Linked DNA regions of Rattus norvegicus: region 1 is linked to region 2. A link is a contact called in public Hi-C data. All regions are on one chromosome and are shown on one strand. The core of a region is the stretch at or near the end of the contact, and the rest is flanking DNA. Distances in the headings are between cores, read along the strand shown.

Region 1 (4,444 bases), core at 460-2,959, 250 kb after region 2:
AAAACATGAGTGTGTGCATGAAGCACCCAACAGCACTCTTGGGTGAGCTTCAGAGGAAAGCAACTGCTGAAGCCAGACTTAAGTTTAAAGGAATGATACACATTAAATCGGTCACCAAAATGAAGGATGAACCCCAAAGTCAAAAGCTGAGGATAAATGGGAGTGTGTTTAATGAAACATCACCCCTCTCATGAAACCTCTCTCTACCTCCCTCTGTATCTCCTGGGCAATTCCAAATTCCAGTGACCCAGAAAGTATTGGCTCACAATATAAATTACTCCCATGGCGATCCTGATAACGGAATGGACAAAGCTTATGAGATACTAAACAAGAAACTATCGCCTGGGTTAAAGGCAATGGTTTAAGATAATTACTATTTGTCATGAAAATGACTAGTATTGATCACTCTCTGTTCAGCTACGGTAATCCACCCACCAGATATTCTGAAATGTAGCAAGGTTCTCTGTTCTGTTTTCTTGTGGTCTGATACACCAGTGAAGTCTTGAAACCCCAAAGGACACCAATGTAAGTGAGTGGACTTCCTTTTAATGAGTTACTAGAGCAGATGGACATCAGCACACTTTAACATTTGAATTTAGAAAGCACACACCTTTTTGGTAAGAAGCACTGAACAGTGAGCTTCAAATATTGACTGAACACTTCGTATAAGCCCCGCCCCCCAAAGAGTTCCAAACATTGGAAAGGTACATTAGTGGAGTCAACATGAGAAGAAAGGCTGAGAGGCAGGAAGGAAGTACACCACTGCTGTTGAGGAAGTTCTCACCGCTGAAAACCTCGGGTCACGGTCTAATGGAATTTTAAGATAATTAACCATGAGCAAGTAATCTCAAGCTCTTGGCTCAACCCCACAATTAGACCATACTTGCATCCAGAACAGTACAATAAAAGGACTTTCAAAAGCAGAGTCCCAGCTACATAAATACAAGAGCTCACCATGAAACACACGGTTGTCTACTAGAAAATGCCTGCGGTACTGCACACAGTTCCTCTTCTCGCCGTTCCAGTAGCTCATTGCCGGAGGATCTCTGGCACAGCATCAAAATGAAGTTACCCTGTCAGGAGAGACAGAATGAGACAGGAATGAAGAAAGCGGCAGCCACACGCTCACACAGGCAGCACAATGGCCCGTGTTGCCTGGCATTAGGGACAACACACGGAGCTACAATTTGGACCAAGACTCCTCTAGCCCATAACAAATTTCCCACAAAAGTTCCAAGAACCTGAATGCTATTTTTTTCCCATGCTAAAACAGTAACTTTTTCCAACAGCACCATTCTGGACTCGGTTACTGCTTTCTGCTGAGGAAATAAAGCTACCATTAAGCATGTTTCAGGACTGGTTTTTGTGCTCCAGGCTGCACTTGGATTTCATCAGGACCAAACCAGTCAATCCTGATAGATTTCCATAGGTTTCACTAGCAGGTGAGCTCTCATTCTCAACTCCTGAATTTTCTGTTGGGTGGGTTATGTAACCAACTCACAAAATGTTAGAAATTATTGCAAAGTTCAAGTGGGTGCAGATAGGCCAAACCATAACAAAGTGTGTTTGCCTTCTGTTCCTTCATTGCAGCTATTTATTTAGGGGCCCTAATCCTTGGATCCATCCAGGCTTACAGATGTAACCAGAGCTGGCCAGGCCTCCAGCACAATGCTCTCACAGAACCCCCAGAGACTCCTGTCTCTGCAGAGACCAAACACTTGAAAAGCAGAGATCTGAGCTGATGAATTAAACTGCAAATCCAGTGTGCGTGACCCTGGACAAGGCCCCCTTTGTTCACAAGATTTGCCTAGTGACTTTTCAGAATTCCAGCCTCCTTTCTGGTCACATAACAAAGTTAGAAAACAATAACAGCAGCAGAATAAAAGGGGGGAAAAAAGCAAGGCTGGCAAGAAGGAAAACCCACAGGTGGGAAACAGTTTTGTCATCTGCCCTATTGTAACAGTCTAGAGGTTTGTAAATGTACCCCAGGACCGAGCAAGTGGCTTGGTGAAAAAGGTAAGTCATCACAGTGTTGTCTGTCACTGGGACAGCTAGTGGAGGCTCCAGGAGCTTTGGTAAGTTTCTCCTTAAGCTTCCACACAGGGGACCTTATCTAAGTTCAGCCTACTTGCTGCTCCACTCAAGCCTGATGCCCTCCCCCTCATTTTACTTCATCCCTGCCAGCTTAGAATGATGTTGTCCCCCAGAGCCAACATTTCATGCTATAAAGATGCCCCTTTCCCAAGTATTTTTAGATATAGAAATAATGCAGTGTGACTTATAAGTGAAACATGTGCTTAAAAGAGTGTAGTACCCTGAATTTAATAACCAGCCACACAGGTACGTTAGTACAAAACAACTAAACATGATATTTTTTTTTCAAAACTGCAGAACTGAAATCCACCCGGTTTCTTTCCTGTTTTAGTATCCTTTTTCCTCATTGCATATCTCTCCTAGAATAATTAACTTTAATATTCACCATTCCAGCATTTTACCTAAATACCTAATATTGAAGTCCTCTATATTATTGAGGGCACTACCTTTTCCAAGAAAATATTTTTTAATAATTAACAGTAGTATCCCTGACTTACAAAAGGTGTTCATGTCACTTATAGTACAAAGGTGCTAATGTACATGGAATTAAAAAGAAGACCATCCCCAATGGAGAGATAAAGACTCCAACCCACCCACAAAACTTTTGACCCAAAATGGAGCAGAGATGGAGGGAGTGGCCAACCAATGGCTGAACCAACTTGACACCCATCCCATGGGCAAGCACCAATCCCTGGCACCTTTACTCTTGTAGACAGAAGCCTAGCACGGCTGTCTTCTGAGAGGCTCCACCGAGCTGCTGACTGAAACAGATGATGAGACCCACAGCCAAACACCGAATGAAGCTTGGAGAATTTTATGGAAGAGTTGTGGGAAGGATTATGGACCCCAGAGGGGATGGGAACGCTACAGGAAGACAGAGTCAACTAATCTGAACCCTTGGGGGCTCCAGGGACTAAACCACCAACCAAAGAGCCTATGCGGGCTGGACCTAGGCCCCCTGCACATATGTAGCAGATATGCATGCCACTTGTCTTCATGTGGGTCCTCCAACAACTGGCTGTCCCTAAAGCCTGCCTGTGGATTTCGTTTCACTAACAGGAAGGGCTGCCTTGTCTGGCCTCAGGGGGAGAGGATTTGCCTAGCTCTGAAGAGACTTGATGTGCCAGAGTGGGGGAGATACGGAGCGGTGGGGGAGGGGCAGGGGTTCCACCCTCTCGGGGAAGAAAGAAAGAGGGGTGGGAGGGAGCTTGTGTGAAGCGGGCACTTGGAGGAGGAGGGGCAGTGATGGGGACGTAAAGCGAATTAAAAAAAAAAAGACCCTATCTATATTCATGCTTATTTTCCCTTGCTAATTCAATTTTGTGGTTTTATTTGTTATTATCAGATTTTGCACACTATGCTCATTGCTGATTCAAGGAAGAAGGTTGTAAAAGAGTAAGGAAACCCTAAGATGTTTATAGTGAGCAAAGCAGGTCCTCATGCAGCCTTCTCATCCACTCCCTATTAATCTTCTGAGACAGGTACTGTTATCTCCTTCTACCACCCCAAAGAAGAGAACATGCTATTAGACTGATTTGTTTATGCTGCCAGGAAAAGGCAGAAACGCAACCTTCAATTCTATCTTCAGATTCCAAACGCAAGTTTCTAACCTCCATAGGCCATAAGGGACAAGGCAGTTACACAATGTGAAGGTTTCAAACACGTCCTGTAGCCAGGAAGAGATTCTCTGCCTGTAATCTCAGCACTTGAATGTTGAGTCTGGAGGATACTGTGTTCGAGGTCAGCCTAGGGGTACATAATGAAATCCTATGCAAAATAATAAATTAAAACAAACAAACAAAAAAAAAACAAACTGTGTGCCTATGTGGGCCTATGTATATGGGATATGTCCTACAAATTCACAATGATTACAGCTAATATACTGACTAATTCAGTGACTCTGTTCTAACAATAAAATCAGCTGAAACTGATGCTAAATCTTTCAACATAAAATTTGAAATGCTCTAGCCTGTTTCTTTTTTGCTGTGATTAAACACTGGCCAAAAACAACTTGTGGAAGAAAGGTTTTATTTTATTTGAGCTTACACTCTATTTAGTCATGGAGAGAAACCAATGCAGAAAGCGGGAGACAGGAACTTAAGCAGAGACCACAGAAGAATGTTCCTTACTGGCTTGCTTCTGCTCAGCTAGAGAGCCTTATTAAAAAAAGCTCAGGGCCTATGGGTGACACTACCTACCTACACAGGCTAGGCCCTACATCAATTAACAATCAAGAAAATGCCAGTCTGATAAAGGCAGTTCCTTGGTTGAGGTTCCCAGGTATGTCAAAGTAACAACCAAGATCAGCCTCAAAATAAATAAAAAAACAAACAAACAAACACCTTTTACT
Region 2 (4,371 bases), core at 132-2,631:
CATACATGTTCTATTACATGTAGCCTTGCTTGGTGGAAAACTCTGGTTTCTCTGTCTACTAGCTTATTTCATAGAGTAATCTTAATGTTGTCCACACCACCTCCTGCCACATTAGCACAGTGAAATCTCCAAGGTGGGAAACATTCTATACTCCTAGTATAGGACATTTTGGATTGCATGCAATATAGAATGGGTACACTGAAAAATGCCCTCCCTTCCCTGAAAAAATTGTGAATATTCAAAATTTCAAAACTTTCCCCAGAAAATATATGAACATTCATAATCTTCCCCTTAAGGTGAAATAGGAATGTCTGTTCTAAGCTGTTTTTCCTGTGCAGTGGCTTGCTGTCCTTTTTGTAATAAATGTTCACCTTGTACTGGTTTATATCTGATTTACATCTCATATAAGGCAAAGAATCCACAAAGGCAGTCACAAGGGTATTTGCTTCAGAGATCTTGCCCTTCTTTAAATTTTGTATTCTGTGAGGTTCCCATGTCCATGAATACAGTAATGAATACGGTAATAAATTTGTATGCCCTTTTTCTCTAAGATGTCTATTGTCAGTAAGATTTCAACAGATAACCAAGCCTTCAGAGGGAAATGTGACTTTCCTTCAGTTAGGATTGGAAATGATGCGTAGAGGTTTTTAAAGAAAAGAAATCCTCTTTTCAATTCTAAAGTCGAGTTTTGTGTACTGTCTATTTGCAGTATTTTCTCACTGGACAACTCACTGCCTTCAAACTCCAATAGAGTGTAAATGTTTATGCCCTGAAGTAATCCAGGCACTGAGTGGTGCAGCTCAGAGAGGATGGATGGCTGCTCTAACTGCCCTTATTTGAAGTACTGTGTTGGGTCACTAGGGCCTTCCTTAAACCACACACTGGGAACTCTATCATCAGGTAGAGAATCTGGAGGAAAATACTGCTAGCTGGCCTTGCACTCCAGCAGATGCTATGCAGTAGCTTTCTTCCCTTGTTTTATCTTCTTTTAGCAACAGGGCATAACCTGAAGCAGCCTGGCATTCATGTTGTTGCTGTCGTTGTTGTTGTTGTTGTTGTTGTTGTTGTTGTTGTAATCTCTTTTGTTTTCTTCCCTAACATTTGCAAACAAAAGGAACAATTGCTATACTCTGAATTTTCAGGCTTCTAATTGTTCAAACTATTTGTTGCACTGTAAACCCTCTTCAGCAGTCAGATGAAAAGGGGTGCTCGGAAAGAAAGCTACAATCTTGGGTTTTGATCTCAGAGGCAGTTGATTGCCCCCAAACAACAAGGCATTCTCCTGTGATCTCGAATTTGCATTGCAAATTCAGAATGGGAAGAATGAACAGTCAGTTAGAAGCACTGCACAGCTGAGTCTGGGGTTCATCAGCAGTGGGGTGAAGGATTGCTCATTCCTCACATCCTCCAATCTAGACATGAGCTTGACATGCTGTAGGATTTCTTCCACCCAGAGTTTTCAAATACAGAGTGAGCATGGAACTAGCTAGAGCTCTGCAGTCTGTATACTGTCGGAGAGGCTACTCCAGAGAGTTCCAGAACATTTGGTAAAATGGGAATGCGAGCAGCATAATTCTAATCTTATTTTTCAAAAAGGAAATGAAAACCAAAACAAAAAAGTACTCAGTAGTGAAAGAATGAACACACATATTGACAACAGTCAGATTATAGAGGAGATGGAACTCTGACCCCAGCTAGTAGCAACCAGAGACAGACATCGACCTACAATGCACATTACCCAGCTCAGAAGCCAGCCTGATAACATTTTAGTCAGACTTCTAAAGGCTAAACAACCTTCTCTACCAAAATCCAGAAAGACAAAACAACCCCTGTAATACTGACTTCCCTAATTTTTTTGTTGGGCCTCCTCTTTAAACCTGGAATGCCTGTTTACATTCTACAACATGGCAGATTAGGAAGGAGAACATCAGAAATTAAGAACTGGTATTACCTTCAAAGGCCCACTTTTAGTGATCTCCTTCCATCATCTAGGCCCTCTATCCCAAAGGTGAGAGCACTTCCTGCTCTTTCAGAGCAACTGAGTTCAGAACCTAGCTCCCTTAACCATCCATAACTCCAAAGACCTCCAGTGGCCTCTGCAGGCATTTGAACTCATGTGACACACACACACACACACACACACACACACACACACACATACATACATACATACATACATACATACATACACACACTCAAATAAAAATAAATTGTTGGGGAAAAAAAGTGCCACCAGCTGGATTAATGAAGGAAACCTGAAACAAATTCCTTTTTTTCTACAAAAGAAAAGAAAAAAAAAGTCCCTTTCTTCTGTCTGCCTATTATGCTGCAAAAATACACACAATGATTGCTAAGTCCTTTGGTACAAGAATCTCATTAAATACCCTTTGCATGTTTTCATTTGGCTAGCATTTATATAATTACAAAGTTGGGTCCCAACACTTCCCTGGATAATTGATAGATCCCCTAATCTTCTCTGGTCTTCAGGTTCCTCCTCCAGTAAATAGAAATAATGTTTTTAACCCTAAAAAATGTTAATGAACTAGAAAAATCAAAGCAGTGCAGTCACACATCATTTTAAAGCACAAGCACAATCGACCAGAATATGTACCCAAAAACATGCTTCTCTGACTAAATTATCTCTGACATAAACAATTAAAGAGAAGATTTATTTTGGCTTATGGTTTGGCTCCATCATGTATTAAACGTATTGTGGAATAGTTTGGTCCTCACCAGTTGGAGAAAGTGGTAGAGTCTGCTTACAACTTGACAAAGCCAGACTAAAAAAACAGACAGCAGAGCAGGAGCCAGGGGCTGGGTATAACCTTCAAAGATTCCCCCAGTAACCTACTTCCAACCAGCTGTGCACACAGCTCCCCATGTAGCACTACCAACTGGGAACCAATTATTCAGAGCACAATCCTATAGGAGACAGTTAAGATTCAAGCTTTAACATGATACTCCTCATCCCCAAAAGATCACAGCCATCTCATAATATAAAGCATAGTCTTATTTCAGGGATCTCCATGCTCCTAACAATTACAATATCCTTTACATTTCTGAGGTCAAAATTTCTACTAAGACTTAAAAGACTGCCTCTTATTTACCAACCCATGTAAAATTAAAGAAGAAAGTTACCTACTTCTAATCTACAGTAGCACAGACTAAGCATTCCCATTCCAAAATGAAGGAATTGACACGTAGGAAGGAGAGAGAACCAAAATGCAAACAGTCAATTTTGAATCTTTCTTGGATCATGGCTACAATGGTATCTGAGTGCATGGGTGGCCAAACCTAGTAAAACACTTCCTAAGCAGACATTTTCTAATCTCTTACATTAAACTTTAAATTTCATGCTCATTCTCCATGTTATAATACATAGGCAAAGCATATAGATGCCCTTTGCAAGAACATTACCCAGTGGCATCTGGTTCAAATGATATGGGTACCTTTGAGAATCATAGAGCTTTCTTGGGGGAAATAGCACCCCAGGACCTTGGTGTCCATAAAAGCTGCACTGAGCCAGCTTGTTCTTGTCACTCAAGTTCAAACAATGACAGTTTACTGAGTGAGTTTCAGAGAGAATATTAGTATAGAGTCATAGGTGGCAGTTCAAGATGGAAAGAGCTATAATGTTTGAGTTAGTCATGGAGGTCACTCACATGGTAGATAAGCAGCTGCATGGAAAAGCCACATGACTCCAGAGAAAGAGGAAGGGAAGCTCCGAGTTCTAAAAAAACTATACTTAAGCTTGGGCAGCACCTGAAACAAAGACACAGAAAAGAAAGAAAAGAAGAAAGAAAAATGACGCATCCATTCTCAGAAAATGAGTCCTCACTTCTGCATGGGAACTCATAAAGGCTGGCCAACTTAACAGAAGCTCATGGTGACTCCTAGGGCCTGCTTAGAGGGTGAGAATTTGGAGAAGGATAACATTATCTCACTAAAAGGCTTATCATGGCTTAAAAGGAATATGTCTTGCTGGCATGGTCCCACCTTCCTGAGACCTTAGCCAGTTCATTAACCTGACCAATCAGAATATTAAGTCTCCAGGTTATTAACCTGGCCAATCAGAATGTTAGGTCTCCATCCAGGCCAAACACTTCATTCTCTTAACCAAAAGGAAAATGTTTGCTCTTAAGTGGTATTTACTACTACTTGGCATTCCTCTCTTTGAGACAGCAACCCTAAGGTCACTTAGAAGATGGCCTAAAATGGGGAATAAATACATCACAATCTAGTGCCAAACCTGTTCACTAGTAGGGATTAATGTCTGGACTGGAGTTTCGATGTCTGCTCCCATATATAGCTTCCAGGCAGGGGTGTTTATTTAGGTCCTTTGGAAAGGGATAAGAAACCAAGTGTCTTTCC

The links. A called contact is a pair of places that touch in the nucleus more often than the background predicts.
Region 1: a contact with region 2 is called in a Hi-C map of Schwann cells, with 4 times the contacts expected there. The contact joins two enhancer-like sites. A contact is called at or near these places in 4 of 12 Hi-C or Micro-C datasets (Schwann cells, hepatocytes, liver and 1 more).

The regions. Positions count from the first base shown.
Region 1 is chr2:150,483,077-150,487,520 of GRCr8, forward strand. It overlaps a transcript of Plch1 not described here. Among named protein-coding and RNA genes, the nearest start is that of C2h3orf33, 69 kb to the right of the region's middle. Within about 2 kb of position 1,710, at least 2 of the 93 cell types and tissues checked have an H3K27ac peak or open chromatin away from gene starts, as enhancers often do. A contact at or near this core is called in Schwann cells, where this site is marked.
Region 2 is chr2:150,230,575-150,234,945 of GRCr8, forward strand. No RefSeq gene overlaps it. Among named protein-coding and RNA genes, the nearest start is that of Strit1, 150 kb to the left of the region's middle. Within about 2 kb of position 1,382, at least 6 of the 93 cell types and tissues checked have an H3K27ac peak or open chromatin away from gene starts, as enhancers often do. A contact at or near this core is called in Schwann cells, where this site is marked.